Linked DNA regions of Zea mays: regions 2, 3 and 4 are each linked to region 1. Evidence: chromatin contacts called from public Hi-C data. All regions are on one chromosome and are shown on one strand. The core of a region is the stretch at or near the end of the contact, and the rest is flanking DNA. Distances in the headings are between cores, read along the strand shown.

The links. Hi-C and Micro-C count contacts between places; a contact is called where the count stands out from the background.
Region 2: a contact with region 1 is called in a Hi-C map of endosperm, with 2.1 times the contacts expected there. The contact joins the promoter of LOC732770 here to the promoter of LOC100285416 in region 1. A contact is called at or near these places in 6 of 25 Hi-C or Micro-C datasets (bundle sheath, ear, endosperm and 3 more).
Region 3: a Hi-C map of endosperm shows a contact between it and region 1, with 1.8 times the contacts expected there. The contact joins the promoter of LOC100276531 here to the promoter of LOC100285416 in region 1. A contact is called at or near these places in 9 of 25 Hi-C or Micro-C datasets (ear, endosperm, leaf and 3 more).
Region 4: a contact with region 1 is called in a Hi-C map of leaf, with 2.6 times the contacts expected there. The contact joins the promoter of LOC100383265 here to the promoter of LOC100285416 in region 1. A contact is called at or near these places in 13 of 25 Hi-C or Micro-C datasets (bundle sheath, ear, endosperm and 3 more).

Annotation. Positions count from the first base shown.
Region 1 is chr3:179,271,668-179,274,640 of Zm-B73-REFERENCE-NAM-5.0, forward strand. It overlaps LOC100285416 (embryogenesis-associated protein EMB8), which reads right to left and starts at 1,593. Exons shown (of 14, transcript NM_001158309.1): 1 at 1,077-1,593; 2 at 796-885. The coding sequence starts at 1,327.
Region 2 is chr3:179,489,707-179,492,679 of Zm-B73-REFERENCE-NAM-5.0, forward strand. It overlaps LOC732770 (probable ion channel POLLUX), which reads left to right and starts at 1,600. Exons shown (of 12, transcript XM_008676553.4): 1 at 1,600-2,816; 2 at 2,946-2,973. The coding sequence starts at 2,202.
Region 3 is chr3:179,081,941-179,084,913 of Zm-B73-REFERENCE-NAM-5.0, forward strand. LOC100276531 (glutamate-oxaloacetate transaminase4) reads right to left here and starts at 1,522. Exons shown (of 10, transcript NM_001150297.1): 1 at 1,352-1,522; 2 at 991-1,207; 3 at 710-803; 4 at 506-609; 5 at 1-24. The coding sequence starts at 1,170.
Region 4 is chr3:179,426,453-179,429,425 of Zm-B73-REFERENCE-NAM-5.0, forward strand. LOC100383265 reads right to left here and starts at 1,391. Exons shown (of 10, transcript NM_001175925.1): 1 at 1,146-1,391; 2 at 475-622; 3 at 172-323. The coding sequence starts at 1,343.

The DNA of each region.
Region 1 (2,973 bases), core at 343-2,842:
AGAAATTTTAATCAGTGCACTGCTAACTGAGAAAGGAAGAAAGATTTTTTGTTTGCTCCACTAAAAAATAAGCATATATCCTGAAGAACTTAGTTAAGGGGTTTAAACTCAGTTCTATTGTGCATTTGTGCTCCTTGTCAGGAAGCACACAATTAGTTTCAATAAGAAATACAAACTATTCCTATTGAGCTTTCTTTCTTTTTCTTTTCATTAATGCAAGGTCCATATGAATTATGAAACCATAAAATTTCCCTAAACACCAATGGAGTGACTAAAATGATCTTGACACGTTGATGAATTCATCCATGGAGCTGAAAAGGTGAAGGCAAGAATGCCCAGAAATCCTTGCAGCGCTCAAGCCGCTCATATAAGCTTATTGTGACATGCATATACCACTCCACAGCAAAATAGAAGCATCATGGACTTATTGACATTAGATCTTACTCCAGTTTCAGATGTGTTTTTTATGATTCTTGTTTTGTCAAACTTTTTAACTTGACCATAAATATATAAGAAAAAGGCCAATGTTATTAGATTTAAGGTAAAAGGTACTCCCATACTATATAATAATTCATTTGTAGTAGTCACATATTTCCAAAAAAATGCTGGGCAAAGTGTCATACTGAAGATCGTGTCGATGTCATAAACAAATTATAATTATATTGCAATATGGCCATGGGACGCTACCATATTTGAAAGAACAAACTCTTGATAGTGTCCATTGTTCATCTAAATGGCTACAGTGAATAAGGGAAAACTGCACAATGTATCTCTCTCCTGGGTAACGAATATAACCTCTTGTATGTGAATGAAGGCGGCGTCCCGTAAATGCCCAGGAACAATGTCTGCAAATGCGGGCTCGCCAGCCATGGTGTCGCCAGATACCTGCATAATTAATACCACAAATCCATATCACCCCCAGCTTAAACTATTCATCACACAGTGGAAATAATCCATCGCGTGTTTCAGAAGTCAAAACACAACATTGCAAATTCCATCACAGTTGACCAAACACGCCCAATGCTGGTACTACCGCTACACTACGACGATCCGGCCTAGAGGGCCCATAGCCATACCTGCCGTGGAGCAAGCGGCACTTGGACGCGACGCGGTGGTAGATCTCCGAGGCGGGGTGGAAGGTGAGCTCGACGCGGCCGCCCCGGAAGCCGCGGAGGATGTCGCCGATAACATGGAGCTCGAGGAAGCGGTACAGAAAGACGGACACGACGATGATGGCGGCCAGCGCGTAGCGCTCTGCGGGCACCATCGCCGCCGCGCGGAGCAGCAGCTCGACGGGCGACTCGCCTGCGGCGACGGCCTCCGACATCCTTCGCTACGCCCGCCTTGGCGTTCTGCGATTTTGGAGCGGCGCTCCTCTGCGTAAGGAACGAGGACAAGATGCGGCCGGATGCACGCCCCGGTCAACGTCGCGCGCTCGTCGAGGTCAGTAGGTCACCTCGCCGGCGCGCCGGGGCGACCGGTGCGGTGGGAGTTATGAAGCGGTTCGAGCGGCTATTCTGAGGTTCGGCGGACCACGCGATTCACACCGTGGACGGACCGGCGGAGATGCAAAGAGCGCTTTCCTGGTCCCCTGGCCTGGACGATTATTACGCCCTTGTCTTTTGAAGTGACGGTGGCGCGGGTGGGGCATGCATGTCGGGGCCACAACGTTGACGTCGTCGGGCTCGGCCGCTCGGGGTCGGGGACTCGCGAAGCGGGACGACGTGAGCTACCAGGAGATCCGATGTTCGGGCCCACTCTACAGAGGCCAGCGTCCACGTTCGTAGGTGTGTGCGGCCAAGACGAGCGGTTGTCCGGTTGAGCAGCCGTCCACGTGAAGTTCCACTGTGTCAGAACTCAGAAGTCGTAAAACATAATTGCAATTCTATTTGTTAGAGTCAGTATGGTATTCTAAAAAGATACGCTATGTATATGTACTATTATGCAATAAAATAACAGAATGTATAGGTGCAAGTGCAAATTATTTGTTAATCATATATATATATATACACACACGAAATAAAAAGAATAAAGATTTGCGTCTTTTTATTGTACATGATTGTATCTAACTTTTCTCCAAATATATGCGAACGGGGGAGGAAAATGAATAGTATCAATATTACGTCAAACTAATCTATACTACCAAAACATATTATACTCTATCTGTTCGTTAATATATATCGTTAGTTAGCACAAATTTAAACTACTTGATGACAAATAAATAAAAATGAAAATAGTATAATATATTGTGAATAATCGTGTTCTACATTTTTTTCTATCACTCGGTATGATACTACCCTACTTCAGTTTTCCGTCCACCGTACTGCCCATCTTATGCCTAATTCAATGGTTCTTCTCTTAAGTTTGTCTATCTAAGGGTCTGTTTGTTTACCCCCAGATTATATAATCTGGATTAAATAATCTTAAAAGGCAAATAAACAGTCCAGCTTATTTGTCCAGATTATATAATCTAACCCCTTGGATTATGATAATCCATAAGCAAGTGAGGAGGTACTTATTTCAGATTATTTTTTCCCCACTTTCCCACTATTCTTTCAAGTTTCCTAGAAATTACCCAACATTGTCATTATAATCCACCGAATCGTTTTTTTGCGCCTATCGGATCGGAGAAGCCCGCCGCCCAACAGAAACACGCCGCCTAGCCCCCACCCCCCGCGCCCCGAGGCACAGGATCCCGCCGCCTGGCACTGCCGACGGGACGGACGGGACTGCGTACGGGGCAGCAGATTCCCGCCCGCCGCTCCGACGCGTCCCGCGCGCCAGAAGGCTCCGCGTGGTCGACGGGACGCGTCCTGCGCCCCACGGCACAGGATCCCGCCGTGCCGACGGGACGGACGTACGGCGGGGGCAGCCGATTCCCTTCGCAGATCAGCTGGGGCGCCTAATTTTTCTCTACAACTGTCCTGCCGAGATCCAGAGTGCGACCATCTGCTACAATGCTACTCTATCTAC
Region 2 (2,973 bases), core at 350-2,849, 220 kb after region 1:
AAGCTCGGGGGCTACACCCATTGGGTGCACCTTCGGCGCACCCAATGAATCGTCATCTTAAATCAAGACAATGCTGACCTCTAAAGCATAGGGCAAAATCAAAACAAGGCAGACCTCCAACAAAGTACAAGTGGAAAATAAAAATGATTTCTGATAATACTCGAAGTGAAGACCTTCGAGTGGATTATTTTCAGAAATCCACTCGAAGCTCGGGGGCTACACCCATTGGGTGCACCAAAGGTGCACCCAATGAAGTTCAAGGTCCTACAGTACGGAATGCTGACCTCCGAAGCGCGAGTCTGGGACAGAACACCAATTTTCGAGTGATAAGAGCAGAAGGAGACAGTAAGGAATCGTTTCTATCGGATTACCCAGAGAAACATTTCCTGTCACAAACAAAGATCGCAAGCTGGACCTAGGATCTTTGGGCCGATTATTTCAAAATCAACCCAAAGATCGAGGGCTTGTGGGGGACAGATATCCCCTGGGTCCACTGGAAGGATAAAGACCTCACGAAAGGCCCAAGGGCCCAATAAATCGTAAGGTCATCCCTTCGTGGGCCTGGGGAGGAATGACCAGTGAAGCGGATTGACACAAGGCCGAACCGACGCGAATCCAGACGGCCCAACGACTTCGAGCGAGTAATCACAACAGAGACCCGACCTTCCCGCGCTGGAACCCCGTACAGCGAAACCAAGCGAGGATGAGTCGGCGGAACTATAGGAAGATAGACTCAATCAGTCCACTATTTCTTAGGTGCACATTGTTATCATATCTGCATGTATTGCCCCACGGTCGAATATATAAGGCCTAGGGGGCACCCCTTCAGAACGATCGAACTCACTACTAGCCACCCACCCAATTCTCTGCGCTCTCAGGGTCAGAGAACTCTCTTGTAACCCACCAAGTAAAACACTCTCGCCAGAACGTAGGGTGTTACGCATGTCAAAGCGGCCCGAACCTGTAAACCACTATCCATTTTTCCTCGTGCGTCCAGCACGAACCATTTAGCTACAGTCGGCAACACCGTCCTACTCCTAAAAACACCTTGAGGGGCAACCCCGGGTGTGCGGTCGGACCCAAAACACTGACAATTATCATGTTATTATATGTCCCCGTTGCAACGCACGGGTACTCACCTAGTATTTTATATGACATTAATAGCCACACGACACCCAACAACAATACATCACATAAATCTAACATGTAACAAGAAAACATTGTCTAACTATGCAAAACAACAAAAACAACGGGTCGACGATGCTTAACCAAACACTACCTAAAAGATTGGTAGAAATAGAGTTAGTTGTTGAGTTTATTTACTATTGGGATGCACACTTATTTTACTAGGTAAATATTACCCATGACTAATCGGGTTTGAATTCTGATTTCCCGTACCCATACCCACATACCCAACTCTTTTTTCCAAGAAATTCCCATTTTTACAAGAGAAATAAACTAATATCTCTTTTAAAAAATAAAAATCTTAAAAAATGGGGTTTCTAAACTTACCCTTATAAAAGAATTCCTAATGAGTTAATGGATATCGGCTCTCCATTGACACCTTTAATAACGTGCATGCTGTTTGTAATGTAATATGTCGGCATGATTATTTGTAACCACAATCCGTCTAAACAACGGTCACATCGGCTTCCCTCCCGCCCCCACCGTGGTGCGGTACTCCGGTGGTATCTGGATGCTCGCCGGCTGAACAACAGCGGCGCGAAGATCTTGTGCTGTGGCCGTGGATCCCGCAGGGACTGACGGACTGTGGAGATAGGCCGGTAGGAGTGTAGGACCAAGTGGGTGTTCGATGGGGCAGAGGCGCAGAGCGGCACGGGCGATCACGCGATCGGCCGCCTTTGCGGCCGCGCACGTGACTCCCGTGCGATCGCCGCGCTGCCGTGCCGCCTGGTTGTGCCTCCTCCTGTTCGGCTTCGGCCGTTCCCTGCTTGATCTCGACTTGCTGTAGCGGTTTACAGTTACGTGTGCCTCCATTAGCTAAAGGCCAAACGGCTCCGCATCGCGCGGTGGGTGTGTCTTACAGGTAGGGACGCTAAGAGGTGGCCCGCGGGTCAGAGTCGCTGGTGAAGTGGGGTTAGTGGGGGCGGGTATGTAATCATCGCAGGGTTAAAGGGCCATTTGGGTGTGGTTTATTATTACCACGAGGGGAGGGGAGCTCGAGCTCGCTGCTAGTGCTAATGGCGGAGAGCGATGGTGGCAGCGAGGCGCAGAGTCCGAGCCCTGATCCAAGGTCCGGGGACGGGGCGAACCCTGACCCGCGCCCGCCGCGGCCGCAGCTCACCAAGTCGCGCACCATCTCTGGTTCTGTTGCAGCCTCCATATTGGCCGCTGATAGGGTAGCAGGAGGAGGAGGCGGAAGCGGCGGAGGCGGTCTAAGGGACAGCATCCTCGTTCGCCGCTCCTCCACGGCGCCCCTCCCGCCGTATACGGCGTCAGCGGCGGGGGCGTCCTCGGCGCCGCGGCGGCTCACCGTCGCCGTGGACGACCCCTCCTACGCGGCACCCAACGGCGGCGTGCTTGACCGGGACTGGTGCTACCCGTCGTTCCTAGGTCCGCACGCCTCGCGCCCCCGCCCGCCGCGGCAGCAGCAGACCGCGACGACTACCGAACGCCGAAGCGCTAACCCCACCGTGCCGGTGCCGCCGAGGGTGGCGGTGTCGCAGCGGGAGGAGGAGAAGAGCCTGGCCTCCGTGGTGAAGCGCCCGGCGCTGCTTGAGGAGCGGAGGACGCCTCCTCCTACGCTCCCGCCCCCACGCGCTCCGCGATTTGATCTCTCTCCGTATCTCTCACTCGTGAGTCATGCTAGCTGTATCGTTTGCCTGCCATAAAAGCTGGTCGTAACTTTCACGACTGATGTGCTTTTTTTTTTACACACTGATGACTGCGTGCTATTTTGGTCCATTTCCGTTGAGTTATGGCAGCTGCTGGTCATAACTATCGCAAGCTCTA
Region 3 (2,973 bases), core at 272-2,771, 190 kb before region 1:
CCAATATGGGGCTGGAATCAAAACCTGAAACAAAGGGATCCCTTGACATTGTTAAGCTAAACATCAGCACCGAATATTCTAATGCTACAAGCAATAATCATCTGAGGACATGCCACCAATATCTGTCATCCTGACCATTAATTATTCTGCATAATGTGGTAATCTGCTAGTGCATAAATTGCTCTGGTGATGTGAAACAAAAAAAAATTGTCCTACAATTATATAGCCATATCAACAAAACCCTAATGTCGACCGACGATCATCCACAAGTCACATACCTGCACAATCACATAGTCTAATTCCCAGAGGCTGCATTTTCAAATCCCAAGACAAGGTTCGGTTTAGACATCTGTCATTCTAAAATTAGACCAAAAAACATAATCCTCGACAACTTCCCAAAGCATGACCTAGGAAAAATGGTACTTGTGCTCACATATATAGATTCTAATATAGCATCAGCAGTAGAAGTTTGATGCACTACGGTGTAGCAGGAAAAAGTGGTCACCTCATCACCAGGTGAGCAAACTGCAAGCACAGCTTGTGTGATGCATTGCTTAGCTCCATTGCTCACCAGCACCTCATCTGGGAGGTAGGATACCCCGTTCTCCTCTGTACAGTCATAATTAAACACGAAGTCATTCAGTTTCATCGATCGAAAGGTAGCTCTGCGAAAACAGACGTCCGTTCATAACTTCATACATCCACACACCCTGGAGTTTAGTACAAATAGCCTTCCTCAGCTCCAAAGTCCCAGCATTAGGAGTGTATCTTGTATAACCATTCCTAATTGCATCCATCCCGGCCTGGATAAGGTAACTAGGTAAGCAACAAGAATGTTTACCTGAAATAACCCAATTTGATAACAAGACACATTCTTGCTGAATATCTAAATCAAGTGTTCAACTAGAAAGATTATGTTTTATTTAACAACTGCATTCAGTGTTATTCTCACTGTAGGAAATTATACCGCGGGCTAATTGCACCCCTCACCTCCGCGATCGCGGGCGGCGTGTCGAAGTCTGGCTCCCCCGCGGCTAGACCGATAACCGGCACGCCGGCCTGCCGCAGCGCCATGGCCTGATCGGTGATGGCCATGGTTTTGGACGGCCGCAGCGCGCTCACCCTTGGGCTGATGGACGTGTCCACTGCCTCCTCCCGCACAATCGCCATCCTGGTCCTCGCCGCGTGTTTTGTCCTCCCGGACGCTCTGCGGACGCAGCCATCCATGGAAGCGAACAGTTCCCCGGTAAGTTCACTCATTCAGATCCAAGAAACGGAAGCAACCAACCGATCGCGGCAAAAAACGAACGAACGTGTATCTGATGGACACTTTGCTGAGATGGCTGCTCACCAGATGAAGCAGACGGAGTTCGGACCGGAGGAGGCGGGTTTGGCGAGGGTGAAGGAGGAAGGGCCTGACGAGGAGGCGGCTGCTAGCTGCTGGGGGTCTGGGGGCTCAGCTTTAGCAGCAGTGGGACTGACGTTGTTTGAGTTGTCATCTGACGAGTAGTGTACAATCGTCAGACGAGGACTACGGTGCTGGATGGTTGGTAGGCATGGTAGGTAGGTGTTAGACGTCTGAGAGCAACTCCAAAAGAATGTTAAAAATTTTACCCTAAAACTGATTATTAAGAGTAGGCTAAAAAATTTTAAGAGTGAATTATGATAGGTACTCCAACAGTTCCTTTAAATGTGACATGTGGCGCAATCTGTATAGTCGTCGAGAGGCTGTGGATTATCTGATACGTTGAAGAATGGATTGGGGAGAGATGAAACACACCAAAATATGAGGGAGAGTAGGTTATGGATGTGGGACGCTGATTTTTTGGGGAAAGGACGAGGGAGCTGTTAGAGTAAGAAAAACCGCTATTCTAAACTAATATCTGTTTTAGGTTAGTTTACACGTTATTTTCTTTTGGAGTTGCTCTAATGTCTTCGATCTCTTCTTTGCGTTTTCTCTCCTCCAACTGCTACCATAGTCCCAAGAAACTCAGCTAGGGATGGCAATTGGACCCGTGGGTATGGATACCCACGGGTTTCGTACCCGATGGATATGGATACGGGTTGAAAAACTTACCCGTGGATCCTGTCGGGTCGGGTACCCGAAATACGTCGGGTAGGGTACGGATAATATATTTTACCCATGGATATCCACTGGATACCCGAAACATTAATTCATAATTTCACAGTTGTGTCTTCTGCCCATGAACCAAAGCAAAAAAGCCCAAAGGCCACCAACACCGAAGCACCCAACCTAAGCGTCGTGTCCCTGTTGGCTCCTGCTAGCCTGGTACTCCTGATTCCTATTCTCCTAACCGACTAACCCTAAGAGGCTGAGACGTGCGTCCCTGCCCTCTGGCATCCCAACGCCACAACCCCAGCGACCTAGCCGGCAAGCAGCATATCCACTGGATATCCGATACCCGACGGGTACCCGGTGGACATGGATATAGGTCCATTTTTTTACCCGATTAGCTTGGTGGGTATGGATATTTGTATAACGGTCGGGTATGATATCGGGTCGGGTATTATTATACCCGAACACAACCCGACCCGCTGCCATCCCTAAACTCAGCTGGTCGGGCAATCCATTGCCTCACCGTGTTTGGCATTCAGTCAGAGGAGCCACGAGAATTTTCTGTATCCATTGCCGTTGTCAGGTCAGGTGCGGTAGCGAAAAAAAAAATACTGCAGAGTAGCAACCCTGTGCCGTGTTCCGAGGCCTGCTTCACTTTCTTTTACATTCGTTTGATGCAAACTCCTAGCGCGCCCATATTTTGGGACAAGTGAGGATTACTTGCTAGTTAATTGATGCAGCTGTAACCCAGCAATGTAGGCTGTGGGCCGTGGCTATGCCTATACTAATATACCATCACCATTCACCAAGGGGTATACCGTATACGTGGCCAATGGCGCCGGCCGGTAGGGGTGGACAAAAAAAACCAATACCTGTTATTTAAACCCGAACTACTC
Region 4 (2,973 bases), core at 141-2,640, 150 kb after region 1:
GTTCTTTTCAAATTCCAATGGTTCTATAGGTTAGCAGTAAGCAATTTAAGGTAGACCAGTTGCTATAAATTTCTGTTTTTTTATACACCATCTCAAGCAAGTGAGGAATATATGAGCATGCCAACCAGGTAGTGATTTCCTGAGATATGGCCGCAAACACAGAGAACTTACCTTCAAAGCATCTATGAATTCAGGACTTTTGCAACATCGAGCATACAAGAAGCGCTGCATACAATCAGAAAACAGTGTATTTTGAAGAGAACACTGAAACTCATCTTTAGTGACATCATTTTCAGGGTCTCCATTTCTAAGGTGTGCTAAACCTGTCAAATGTGAAAGGGGCTCTATGAAGATATGCAGTGCAGATTGATAAAATTCTAGAATATATAAAAAAGGTTTAGGTTGAACCCAGGCTCTTCAATATACAACACTGCAAGTTAAGGATACAAATTTGAGTATGTGAGTGGAACTTACGGCAGCCCTCTGCAATACGATTCCTCAGAATTTGAGCCAGCCGTAGCACATCAAATCGGCAGTCCAAGTCCAAGTACATGACCGCCCTCCCCAGCCCCCCAAAGTAGATTCCCTCCCACTCCTTTGGTAATATGCACTGCACTGCAGCCTGAGATACGAAACTTACTCTATGTTAGTCGTTCCATTCTACTAGAACAAGGATGCCATTTTAACGATAAATTGGTCCCAGTGTTTTGCTTTTCCACATAAGAGCCTCATGCTTATATATTCTTTTTCTAAAGGAACTCAGTATCAAAATGCAAAAACCAAAGTGGTTTCCTCATTTCCAGTATGAAGCATTGCAAGTGAGCAAGCGCCAAGAGGATGGAACAGCTGTGTTCGTTGAAGATATACAAGTATGCATCACCAGAGTCAGAAACTATTGTAGCCTATCAAAATTGCCGACATTCCTAAAAGTCCTGCAGATCTCCAGTTATAAGTATAGAACTTAACCAACGTTGTATTCGTACACAATTATAGCTTAAATGATTTCTGATTTTATGACGATACTCTCGGCGACCATTACTGGTGAGTGGTGACACTTCCAGTAATATTGCGAGCTCGCCACCAGGTTGGCGCCATTTGCATCATATTTTGGACCGAAGGAGTATAGGAGGTGTGGATTTGCTTACCATGAGGAGGAGGTGGGACTTGCCAGAGTTGGACGGGCCGGCGATCTCGACGACGTTGCCCGGGCGGAGAGGCGCGCGGTGCAGTGGTGGCGGGAGGGTGATGGGGGGCCGCGAGGAGAGTGAACGGGAGAGGAAGGCCGACGCCGTCTCGTTGGCGGCTAGCCACGCTTGGGGGTCTTTTCCCGCCTCTCCGGCCATGGCTAGGGGCCTAGGGGTCTGGAGCTGTCGTCTTCCTTTTTCACCGGAATTTTGAAGCGGAACTGCGGAAGCATACCTCTTGACACCGTATAATATAGAAATGATTGGATATATAACATTAAAGATTACAACTTTAGATATATATTATTATTAGCTTCATATGTCATTGATTGACTCATATAGATCCTACATGTATATGAGATAGCAATGATATATATAAAGTTTATAATTTTTTAATGGTATAGATTTAAATTTCTCTATAAAATAATGCTGAGATATGTTACATCGTATTTGTGATCCATGATCGTAAGGTCCGTATGTCTCCTACAGAAGATCTTCTAAGGGCTCTTTCAAAAAAACTACCAAAGAGGTGTGGAAGAAATTACACAATTACGCGAGGAACTGTGTTTCCAACTAAGGTTCTCTTTGGCACAGCTCTAACTATTCTCAAAACGGCCCTAGCTCTTCCGCTTTCTTGGCTTTTCTAAAGGAGCCAGAGACGTTTTACAATTCATTTGAACAGTTTCTCACGAAAGACGGTGATAGAGAATGTAATTTCGTGAAACATTATAGTGTATGGGATAGAAGGAACCGGTAGAAGCCTGTTTTCTGGTGCTTTGGCTCCCAATAGCAAAACGGCTCTGGCTTTTTGATGGCTTTCGATGAGGAGCTGTTTTTTTAAGACTATTTGGTATGGCTTTACGAAGAGCCAAAGGAGAAGGCGTCCAGCTAAAGGGGGCTAAGCAGGGAGCTTCTTCTAGAGCCCTTCTAGAAAATCAGGAGAGAACTGTTTTTCTAGAAGAGACAAATCTAGAGCCAGAGCTGGAGGAGACAGAGAAAGAGCCCTATTAAAGAGGCCCTAAGTATAGAACTAAAAGTACATTAAAACTAAAATGTAAGAGATCCAAATGTCAATGATTTTTTTAAAAGAGCTAACAAATAAAAAATCAGTCCCTCGTATGCAATGACATTTCTAACTCCACCTCATCAGTATACTTGTATGCTCATCACATCATAGTAGCTGAGTCATATGAGTGGATTTTGAAGAAGAAAAAAGATAAAACACATAAATCTGGTTAACAAATTAGTTCACTACCCTAAAAAAGAGTATGTTTTCTAAGGGAAACTGCATGTTACTAGATCTGTTTATGTGTTGATCTATGACCTCTAATCTCTACAGTTGCTACTCCGTTGTATCACTCGTGTGAATTGTCACACTAGCTGCATGTCCCGCAAACAAAAAAGGTACTTTCAATAAAAAAATATTTGTTGAAAGATCTATGCTCAGAACCAAACATCAAACGATGCATGAGCACATGGCCGGCACCCATCACCTCCTGCCATGTCGCATAGATTTATCGCTAGTTGAAATGGTTAGCGATGCACAATCCACTAGATTAACGCTACGCAGTGGCATTCTATGCCGCGGATGGCGTAGCTCCGATTCCAACAGCACCGACATCACGTGACCCCTCGCATCGACAGATTTGTTGCATTTTTTCTTTTTATTAAAATTGCACTTATTCATCACTAGTGGAATTATTACTATGTTTAACTCTTGTCGACGCGTGAATGCGTGATCTACATCGAAGCTACATAGGCTACATGATTCGGTACCATAGATATAACT